Linked DNA regions of Mus musculus: regions 1 and 3 are each linked to region 2. The links are chromatin contacts, called in public ChIA-PET and HiChIP or PLAC-seq maps. All regions are on one chromosome and are shown on one strand. Each heading gives the region's core, a stretch centred on a gene start, on an enhancer-like site or on the middle of the called end of the contact. The rest is flanking DNA. Distances are from core to core; before and after follow the strand shown. Region 1 holds the start of Nfkbil1 (nuclear factor of kappa light polypeptide gene enhancer in B cells inhibitor like 1). Region 2 holds the start of A930015D03Rik (RIKEN cDNA A930015D03 gene). Region 3 holds the start of Trim15 (tripartite motif-containing 15).

The links. ChIA-PET counts read pairs in DNA pulled down with a chosen protein or histone mark. HiChIP or PLAC-seq counts read pairs in DNA pulled down with a chosen protein or histone mark.
Region 1: an RNA polymerase II ChIA-PET map of memory CD8 T cells shows a contact between it and region 2, with 6 read pairs. The contact joins the promoter of Nfkbil1 here to the promoter of A930015D03Rik in region 2. A contact is called at or near these places in 4 of 39 promoter capture datasets (the HPC-7 cell line, cranial neural crest, hippocampal neurons and 1 more), 1 of 484 Hi-C or Micro-C datasets (B cells) and 1 of 115 datasets of contacts at active chromatin or transcription factors (memory CD8 T cells).
Region 3: a FOXA1 HiChIP or PLAC-seq map of pancreatic cancer cells shows a contact between it and region 2. The contact joins the promoter of Trim15 here to the promoter of A930015D03Rik in region 2. A contact is called at or near these places in 2 of 39 promoter capture datasets (cranial neural crest and hippocampal neurons) and 1 of 115 datasets of contacts at active chromatin or transcription factors (pancreatic cancer cells).

The regions. Positions count from the first base shown.
Region 1 is chr17:35,233,823-35,237,391 of GRCm38.p6, forward strand. It overlaps Nfkbil1 (nuclear factor of kappa light polypeptide gene enhancer in B cells inhibitor like 1), which reads right to left and starts at 1,964. Exons shown (of 4, transcript NM_010909.5): 1 at 1,828-1,964; 2 at 1,130-1,409. The coding sequence starts at 1,884. It overlaps Atp6v1g2 (ATPase, H+ transporting, lysosomal V1 subunit G2), which reads left to right and starts at 2,774. Exons shown (of 3, transcript NM_023179.3): 1 at 2,774-3,023; 2 at 3,295-3,395. The coding sequence starts at 2,942.
Region 2 is chr17:35,992,532-35,996,026 of GRCm38.p6, forward strand. A930015D03Rik (RIKEN cDNA A930015D03 gene) reads left to right here and starts at 1,973. Exons shown (of 2, transcript NR_015618.2): 1 at 1,973-2,029.
Region 3 is chr17:36,865,385-36,869,001 of GRCm38.p6, forward strand. Trim15 (tripartite motif-containing 15) reads right to left here and starts at 1,803. Exons shown (of 7, transcript NM_001024134.2): 1 at 1,352-1,803; 2 at 921-1,016. The coding sequence starts at 1,717.

The DNA of each region.
Region 1 (3,569 bases), core at 714-3,213, 760 kb before region 2:
CCACCAGCTTAAGTAGGATTTTTGTTACAGAATTTTGGTGAGAATGAAGAAAACTGGTCTGGCGCCTGGTATGTGTCAAGGGACATGAGTCCATCCCTAACACACAGCAGCAGATCTCCGGCATAACACCAAGTAAAAGTTTCAAGTCCTCTGGCCGGCCCAGCTGATCATGTGACAAAGCATGGATACTTTGTAAGGTGTTTGTGGCATTATTACAAGGTTGCCATTGTTTTGATTATGCAAGGAGAGAAGCAAAATTAAGGGGGTGGGGGTGGGGTGAGTGGAGCTGGGATCTGACCTGAGCAGTCAACTGCAAGGTAAAAAACCATCAAAGAAACAAAGTAGTCACTGAGCTGAAAGCTAGGAAATGTAAAGAAAGAGTTGCGAGCTATGCGGCTGGGTGTGGGAGACACATGCCTACAACCTCAGCACTTGGGATGCAGAGGCCAGCCTGAGAGACTCGGTAAGACCCTGACTCAAAAACAAAAACAATCGGGCTGGTGAGATGGCTCAGTGGGTAAGAGCACTGACTGCCCTTCTGAAGGTCCTGAGTTCAAATCCCAGCAACCACATGGTGGCTCACAACCATCTGTCGTGAGATCTGACGCCCACTTCTGGCACGTCTGAAGTCAGCTACAGTGTACTTATTTATAATAATAAATATGGGCAGGAGAGAGTGCGGTTGCCCTAAAATTCAATTCCGAACAACCAGATGAAGACTCACAACTATCCGTACTGCTACAGTGTGTACTCATATACATAAAATAAATAAATCTTCAAACAAACAAACAATCACACCATGCTAGCACACACCCCTTAGTTGATTGGGCGATGTTAGGATAAGCTTTTCTGTTACTAGAGAGATATGGCCACATCCCAACCAGGGATCTTCAACAGTTCCCAAGGACCAAAGAACTAACTTATTTCCCAACTATTTTGTTGTATGATACAGGGTCTCTCTGTAGTCTTGGAGCTCACTGTGTAGGCTACATACTTAGAGAGATTCTCCTGCCTCTGCTTGCCCAGAGTCAAAAGACCTGCGCCACCACACCAGGCCTTTATTTCCCACGCATTCTTTCAGTTCAGATCTGGCCAGCTTCTCAAGACCAGTTCCCACGGACCCACTCACCATCAGGGCCCTGGCGGGCAGCAGCGTGCAGCGCCGTGTCGCCATGGCGGTCCTGGTGGGCAGGGTCAGCGCCGAGACGCAGCAGCAGGCACAGGGCAGGGGCATCGTGGCGGGCGCAGGCCCTGTGGAGAGGCGGGGGCTGCCCAGCGTCCACATCAAGCCCGGGATGTCGCTGGAGGAGAGCCTGGGCTCGCACCAGCCGTCCTGCAGACAAGTACCGCCGGAAGCGTCGCTCTCGGCGGTGCCGGCGGGAAGCGGAGGCCATGGAACAACTCTGGGGCTGAGGAAGAAGTGGGAAATGGCAGCGGTGAGGTCCCAGCTCCGCTCTTCCCCGTTTCTCCCTTTACCTCCTATTTCCTCCCCCTTGCATCTCCAGCAAGAGATAAGGCCTATTCTAAACTCTCATCCCTTAGCAGATGGCAAGTTTGGGGCGGAGGGTGGGGATGGGGTTGGAGTTGGGGGCTGGTGGGGAGGGGGGAATCACAGAGTTAATTTTTGATGTAATTTTTGAGAAAATGATACATAGTTGTTTTAAGGTTCCAGAGCCCAAGAAAAAAGTTAATTCTGAACTTTGGAGGGAAACAACAACAACAACAACAAAAATCAAGTAAGGCCAGATGGGGGCAATTTTCATTAGCCACAAATCTGGAGAAAAGTCACAAATTCAAAGAGCGATCTAGAAATGGAATATAATGTACCCGACAGACAGACGTAGAGGCTTCTTCCTCTGGGGCCTGGGGGGAGGGGTTACTCATCAGACCTGCTCCCCGCCCCCCCAAGGACCCTCAGAGACGGAGGCCGGAGGCCTGGGCTTAAGACGCTCGGAGAAGGGAGGTGGGGAGGGAGGAGGCGCGCCAGGATGCAGGAAATGGCGCAAGCACACGCGCAAGTTTCGGGCGGAAATGAACTGTGTGTTCCATCCCGGAAATCGTACCGAACGCTCGGACTGGGTGACTTGTGATTAGGTCTCCGGAGGGGAAATAAGACAATTTGCGACATAGGGTCCTCCTGCAAGCGGAAGATGAGAGGCGAGCTTTCGAAGGGAGGCAGAGGCAGAGGCAGGCCTGGTCTATAGGGCGAGCTGCAGCGACAGCCAGGACTACAGAGAGAATCCCTGTCTCGAAACACACACACACAATCTCACACACACACACATAATCACACACACACCACACAACCACAATGAGGCCAAGTATATGGGTAGATCAAAAAAGAAAAACACATGGTTAGACACTAACAAGGCAAACGTAGGACAGAGCAGGGAGATGTGTGCAGACGTTCAGATTTGGGGGGAAAGTCTGAAGAGAAGATGGAGGCTGAAAAGAGGGGGTAAGGGCGGAGGGAGGCGTGGAGACACAGTTGGGAGTGTAAGTGAAACCCAGCGTACTGTGTCCAAGCGCATCCTTACCTTCCCACACCATTCTCATCGCCTTTGTGTCTCCTTCGAGACCACCAACCAAGATCTCCTCACACCCAAACACTCTGCCCTCCGCTTCCCCCAGACCCATCTCTGTGGACCCTGGTGACACGGAGAGGCCCTGCACCTGCTGCAGTAGTCAGCACAGGGCTGGTCTCTGCTGCCCTCGGGCGGCCGTTTCGGGTACTACCTCAGTGAGGTTCGAGAGGAGGACCAGTCATCAGTGTGAGGATGACAGACACCCACCCGGTGCAGGAGACTGAGTGAAAACGGGAGCGCTAAGACCCAGTGGGAGTGGAGGACCGCATCAAGGGCCCGGAGGAGTAGGCGCTGGAGGGTGGGAGCCGTCTGGTACCTCGGTCGCCTTCGGAACAGCATCCTCTCTAGTGATAAAAATGGCCAGTCAGACCCAGGGTATCCAGCAGCTCCTCCAGGCTGAGAAGCGGGCAGCGGAGAAGGTGGCCGATGCCAGGAAGAGTGAGCCCCCCTTTCCTCTCTTAGGAATATGGAAGGAGAATTTAGGAATAGGGGATAGCGGGCATTTGAGTCCTTAGGAAAAAAAAGCCCAAGGACAATGAGGACAGATGGGGGACTGAGGCTATTAGGGTAGAAGAAACGGGTGGGTTTTACAGTCTAGCATTTGGTTGGTTGACAGGAAACTGGATAACTTTCTAGAGGGCACTGATCCCACTAACGCACCTGGTTGTGTGTGTGTGTGTGTGTACACTCACTGTCCTTCTGCCTCTAGGGAAGGCCCGGCGACTGAAGCAGGCGAAGGAGGAGGCTCAAATGGAGGTGGAGCAATACCGCAGGGAGCGGGAACAGGAGTTTCAGAGCAAGCAGCAGGCGGTGAGTTGAGGGGGACAGGGATGGCCCCACCCAGGTGCAAATCGGTGGGTGCCTCTTGCCAGGTGTATACAGGTGACTAAGAAATTAGGGTGTCTGAGAGCTGAAGAGGCCCTGACAAGGACCACACATTGGTAAAGCTTTGACGGGATCTGTAAGGTCTGAGGGTTTTAAAGG
Region 2 (3,495 bases), core at 723-3,222:
CACACCTTTAATTCCAGCACTCGGGAGGCAAAGGCAGTTGAATCTCTGTGAATTTGAGGCCAGCCTTATCTTACAGAGTGAGTTTCAGAACAGCCAGGGCTGTTAAACAGAAATCCTGTCTGGAAACAAAACAGAAAACCCATAGAGCTGGGTGTGGTGGGGCACACCTTTAATTCCAGAGCTTGGAAGGCACAGGCAGATCTCTGAGTTTCAGTCCAGCCAGAGCTCCACCATGAGACCCTGTTGGAAAAAAAAAATAATAAAAATTTAACCCTAGGACTAAAAGGCAGGGAAATAATTGGCTGTAGACCACTGTGTTTGCAACTTGGACATTTATTTGGAAGGGGAAAGTGACCAGAGGGTTTTATAGCCATCCTAGAAGGAAAATGAACCAGAAACAGTGGGGGAAAGACTGTTTGACTGTTTGATAGATGGACAGGCTGTTGGATTGCTTCTCTCTCTCTCTCTCTCTCTCTCTCTCTCTCGTGTGTGTGTGTGTGTGTGTGTGTGTGTGTGTGTGTGTGTGTGTTGGTGATGGAGTTGTAGAGTAAGGGAACAGAGTGTAGCATGGCTCTAGTTTGGCATGTTTGTTATGGGCGATCTCCAGAGACAATATATGCAGACAGTATATGCAAGCACAGCTTGGGGAAGAGATGCTGGCTGGAGACATTGGGCACCATCAGCATAGAGGTGGGAGGAGAGGAATAGGTCATCTTCAGAGTGTAGTGTAAGCTGAGAACCTGTGTAGGAAGAGAGGAGAATTTGCAGGCGTCTTACTTCTTGTCTGGGAAGAGGAGTAAGCCAGTTAGAGAAAACCAGGAATGTAAAGGGGAGGGAGGAGAGAAGGCCCAGAGGAAGACGATGGAGGTTGAAGGTAATTGGGTTGGGGGTGGGGGGTGGGCAGGGTCAGGGTGGCATTGAACATTGTGGTGCAGTGGACCCATTGAAGAGATGAGCTTGAAGGCCCCATATAGCGGATAGAGGTGCAGGCATTGGAATAAGGATGTAATTGTCAAGTAATTTGGCTATGGGGTGGAGAGAAGGCTCAGCAATTTAGGAGCACTTGATTCTCTTCCAGGGTTTCTAGCATTCACACCCAGCAGCTCACAACAGCCTATAACTGGTGGTGACGTTCAGATAGCTGTGCGGCTACAGCTCATCTTTATGTTGAAATATTATGTATCAGTAGGTAGTAAGTAATGAGTAGCTGCAACAGCAGGAAAAACACTTGGAACTCAAGATCCCCACAGCCTTGGGTAAAGGGTCGGTCCACCGCACCTGCGACTCCGCAGTGCCACCTGCTGGTCAAGATGCGTCATGGCTGCGCAGAGGAAACCCTGACGTCGCGCGACGTTCGATGGAGCTGGGCTGTGGTGCACCCCTTTAACCCCAGCTTTTCAGGCTGAGACAAGAGGATTGCTGTGAACAGATAGGCTATCCTGGGCTAAATAACAAGACCTTATCTCATACCACAAATAAAAATTATCTTAGAGCTATTGCGTTGCTGCTGTTTTGAAACCGTTTAGCTTCGTTCTTCTACTCGTAGCAGATTTCAATGGTTGGAAAAAGTCATTTATTTATTTATTTATTTATTTATTTATTTATTTATTTATTTATTTATTTATTTATTTATTTGGTTTTATTTTTTGAGACAGGGTTTCTCTGTGTAGCCCTGGCTGTCTTGGAATTCACTCTGTAGACCAGGCTGGCCTCGAACTCAGACACCAACCTGCCTGCCTAGTGCCGAGTGTTAGGATTAAAGGTGTGTGCCACCACGGCCAGCTCGAGATAATTTCTAATACCATCTGACAGTCCATTCTTTGGGTGAAATGGTCCCCCATAGGTTCAAGTGTTTGAACGGTCGGTCCCCAGCTGCTAGCGGTTTTTGGGGAACCTTTAAGAAGGTGGAGCCTTGATAGCGGAAGTCCCACCCAACGGGTGAAGAAGACGGATGTGTTTCGCCCGTGGGCTTGGCTTTGCGTCTAGTCCGGCGTCGCAGACCGGTTTCGCCATGTCTCTTCCTCAAACGGTAAGCCCACGAAAACCTTTTAAAGTCGCTGTTTGTTTGTTTTGGTCAGAAATGTCGGTTATCAAATCTAGAAAAGCGTACAATCGTCAAGCCTTCGCAACTTGAAGCGCCTACTATAGTATTTTTCATTTTAATTTTCTCGGCTCAACTAAGCTTACTTAGTAGATTTATTCATTCATTTCAGGACAGGTTTTCTCTGTGTAGCCCTGACTTTCCTGGAGCTCGATCTGTTGACTAGGCTGGCCTCGAACCCAGATCTATCTGCCTAGGCCTACGGAGTGCTGGAAATAAAGACCTGCACCACCATGCCCGGCCCTCATTAGATTTTAATTTCCCCAGCTTTATTTATTTAGGTGTAAGTGACAAAAATTGCACACGTTTGAAATATATAACGTGGTGTGTTAAAACACATTGTTTAGGGCCGCGGAGGTTGCTTAATCGGTAAAGAGCTTGCTTTGTAGCACAGGACCTCCGAGGTTGATCATCGGAAATCGCTTTAAAAATGTGAGCGTGGTGGCTTGTTATGAAAACCCAGCTGGGAGGAAGACAGGCCGATCCCCGGGACTACTCGGGACTACTCGGTGAACCGCAGTAGCCTAAGTAGTGAGTCTTAGAGGAAAAAAAAATGGAGGCTGTGTTAGGAAAGATACAGTTGTCCTCTGGTCTCCACTCTTCACACCTTATAAAGGGAATGGTGGTAGGCACGGTGTCTCACTCCTTTAATGCCAGCATTCAGGAGGTGGATTTCTGTGAGGTCAGGATGAATGAGCCATGGAAGAGATTAAGCCAGTTACTCAGAGAACTCGATATTGGTTTTTTTTTTTTTTGGAGGGGGGGGGACTGGGGGGGGGGCGGTCTTGCTATGTAGTAGGGTCTGGCCTGGACTCTGTCTGCCTTTGCCTATTGAACGCTAGGATTAAAGGCATTCGCCACCATGTCTGGTTGAAATGAAGTTCTTGATGTGTTAGAAGTCTAATAAGCAGGGCTGGAGAGAGGGCTCAGCAGGTAAGAGCACCGGCTGCTCTTCCAGAGGACCCAGGTTCAGTGTCCAGCACTGGTGGCTGCATGCAGGCAAAAATATTCATACATTGGATCCTGGGTGGTCACAGGAAACATTGTTTAATGAAAGTTGCTAGCCCAGATCACATTCTTGCTGAGTTGAAATTTGGTGCTGGTAGTTCATAGCATGTCCGTACACAGCAGGGAAAATACAGATGGTATTATCCGCCCGAGAAGATTGCTCAGACATGGGTTTAAGCCACTAGAAAGTCTTTAGTAGCTGGCTGGGGGTGACACTGAGTGTCCAGGCTCCCAGTGTCCCCGAGTCTTTCTCTGAGTGAACTTTTTTTTTATTGTTTTTTTTTTATTAGGTATTTTCCTCGTTTACATTTTCAATGCTATCCCAAAGGTCCCCCATACCCCCCCCCCCCGAGTGAACTTTTAAACACCAAAAACCATGTTCTGGG
Region 3 (3,617 bases), core at 553-3,052, 870 kb after region 2:
TATGGAACTCTTTAGAGTCACACTTAACTTAAAAAAAAATCCTTTCATAGCTATAATATTCTACTGTTTTAGTTTTCTTCTCTGTGCTATGATAGAACGTTGGCAAAAACCAAGTTGAGGAGGAAAGGATTTATTTCATTTTCTACTTTCACATCTCAGTGCATCACTGAGAGAACCCAGAGCAGGAACTCAAACAGGAGCCCAGAGGCAGAGGCTGTGAAGAAACAGCAGGTTCTCCGTGGCATGCTCAGCCTGCTTGCTTAGATTGTTAGGACCACGGACCCAGTGTAGGCTGGATGCTCCCAAATCAATAATCACGATGTCTCACAGACTTACCACATACAGCCAATCTGAAAGAAATGTTTTTCTCGGCTGATTTTTTGTTTTCAATTCCTCATTTAGGAAGGGTTCCCTCTTCCCAGATGACCCTTGCTTGAGTCAATTTGGCAAACAAACAAAAACAACAACAAAACTAACCACACAAAACTAACTACTATGTCTTCTTTAGACTCATGAATAACTGTTGTAATTTATTTTTTTTCTTGAGATACATGTCCATGTCTTATGCATTCTAGGCTGGCCTCAAACTCAATTCACAATGAAGTCAAAGATGACATTGAGCTTTTGACGCTCTTAACTCCATCACCCAAGTGCTGCAATTATAGAACACTCCTATTCAGTGCTGAGTATTGAATATAGGGCTCCATGTATTCTACGCAACCACTGTTCATACTGAGCTAGCTACCCAACATGTTAGGATGGTGGCACATGCCTGTAATTCCAGCACCTGTGGGGGCAGAGAAAATAGGATCCGCTAAGTAGTGACTTTGAGGCCAGTTTGAGCTACATGAGACTCTGTACCTAAACAAACAAACTGGAACAAAGGAACAGACAGCCATAGGTGTGTGTGTGATCTTTACCAGAACCTCCTGGAGCTTCTGGTCTTCTTGACATTTCCTATCTTCTATCTTGTCCCTCTCCATTCTTAGAGCTTCTAACCGACTCCTGAGACGATCCTGTCAGAAAAAAGAAAGCAGAGGGTCGGTGAATAATCCCACTGGCAAATACCGTGTGCTATGTTGTGGACACACCACCGAGGCTGAGAGATTCAAACTGACAAGAGTCCTAATCCTTGACCTTCATTGTATCACCATTTAGGGCAAGAATTGGGTTGGGTGGCACTATGGAGATAGAAAGTGTGTGGTAAGTAAGGTGTATGTGCCCGCAGGGAAACCAGGAGCAAAGAGGAGGACTGAGAGGATTTTAGACAGTAAATCTCTATCCCTTTTCCTTCACTCACCCACATCAGGTCACCATCCTGCCCCCACGAAGCAGCGCCTCAGCTCCTTACCCTGTAGGGTTGGATGGCTTCATCCAGGAACCCCACAGTGTGTGCCTGGTGGGCGGGGCCCTCCCTGCAGAACACGCAGAGCAGCTCCGCGTCTGTCTTACAGAAGAAATAGATCTTCTCTCCGTGCTCTTCACAGTAGGTCTCGCTCAGGGGACCTAGGGACACCGGGGCCACTGCGGCCTGGATTTTCTCCTCTTCTGCCCCCTGACAGAGAGGGCACAGCAGCTGGGCTCCCATTGGGGTGCGCGGGAGGCAGAGTAGGCAGACAGTGTGTCCGCAGGCTGTGGTCACCGCATCCTGCAAGGGTCGGGTGCAGACAGGACAGGCTACTTGGTGAAGTCCCCGCAGGGACCGGGTTGAGGGCATCACCGTGCCTTCCCCTGCCTGTCCACAGTCTTCTGACTCGGTCCACTCCAATTTCCTTTCCCTGAAACTGAGTCACTTTTAAGTGCGTCACTGTCACAGAAGCAAAGGAATCGGAGGCTGAAAGAAAGGCAGGAATGTCAGCTCAGCGAGGTCACCTGGCTGCCACGCCCAGAACCCAGCAGCTAAGCAGGTCCAAACTCCAGGGCGTCTTGACTACCCAGCGTTTCCCAGGGGCAGGCAGGTGACCTAGCTCTCCACTCCTGTCGCCTTCGGTCCCTTGGGTGGGGAGCAGCGTATTGCATCATGAGGTCACTTGGAAATGGGGTTTCCTGGAATCTCTTGGCTACAGAGAGGTGAGGCCATTGGGGAGGAGCCGCTTCCTGTCACGCTGGGCAGGTGAGAGCCATAGTTCAGGCTAGGAGGCTGGCAGTGGCATCAGAGTCCAGCCTGTGATGTTGAGACTGACCTCGAATTTCGAGCCCAAATGCACGTTCCCCTCGTCTGGCAATATGCACTCACCACCACCTCCACCACCACCACCACCACCCCAAGAAATTACTCCAGAACAACCAATTTAATAACAACTCATTGGGACAAGTGTGGAGAAAGAGATACAAATTGAAAGGCAAAGAGGATTTCTAAGGATCAGAGAGTTTGACAGCCACAAGACAGAAGGCATTGGGGTATTTGGATTCCAGCTCTTCCCAAAACTGGGTCAGAGATCAAGCCGCCAGGGTCCCTGGGCATTCTCCTGCCCTGTGGACAAGCTGCCAGGATCCCTAGGCATTCACCTGCCCTGTGGACAAAGCCAGACCCTCGTGCTCACCAGGTCTTTTTATCCCACCTATTTTCATGTTTCACACACCCCTTCTTCCTGCCCTACCTTCCCACTTGACAATGCATCCTTAGAACAGCTGTCTAATTATATGTGGTCGGCCCTGGCTGAGATGTGCTGTTTGTATAAACGATTTCACATCACTACAGAGACATGTGATATATCGCTAGTATTTCATGTTGACTCTATGCTCAAAAATATTTTTGGAAACATTGGACTAACTTAAATATACTACTAATATTTACTTTTTGTCTTATAATATTTTTCTCACCCTTATTATGAGAAACATTCAAATTTATTGATAGTGTGGAGAAATAGTGGCATGAATGCCTTTGTGCATTTTTGAATTTTGTAAGTATTGGGCCATCTGCTCTCTCTTCCATAAATACAACATATATCTCCTCAGAGTGAGGAATTCATCCACACAACCACGGTGTCATTAAAAAATTTAACATGGGCCGGTGTGATGCCGCATCAGGTAAAAGCAACTGCTGCCAAGCCAAAGACCTGAGTTCTAGCCCTGGGACCAACATGGTTGAAGGCAAGAACTCACTCCACAAAGTTGTCCTTTGATTTCTACATTTATGCCAGAATACGAGCGCGCAAGCGCGCGCACACACACACACACACCTACACATGCACACATGCACACACATATATACACATGCACACACACCTACACATGCACACACATACACACATATACACAGTAATAATAAAAACTATATAATTTAAAGAACTTTAGCAATCTATTAGTGAGTTTACTGTCAGTATTCAAAATACCCGGTTTCCCAATAATGTCCCTTTATATATAATTCTGTTCCATTGGGGCCCAGCTCATATTGGCAACCAGAAACATTTACATTGCATATATGTGACTTTCACTGATTGTTTTTTTCCTCAAGACACATTTCACGTAGCTCAGACTGGCCTCTGAGCTGCTATACAAGCAGAGGCTGGTCTTGAGGACTCCTGATTCTCCCATCTCTGGATAACAGGTGCTGAGATCACAGGCATGTGCCACCATGTCTGTTTGTCCTTTGGGTTTCTGGTAGACTGAATCTC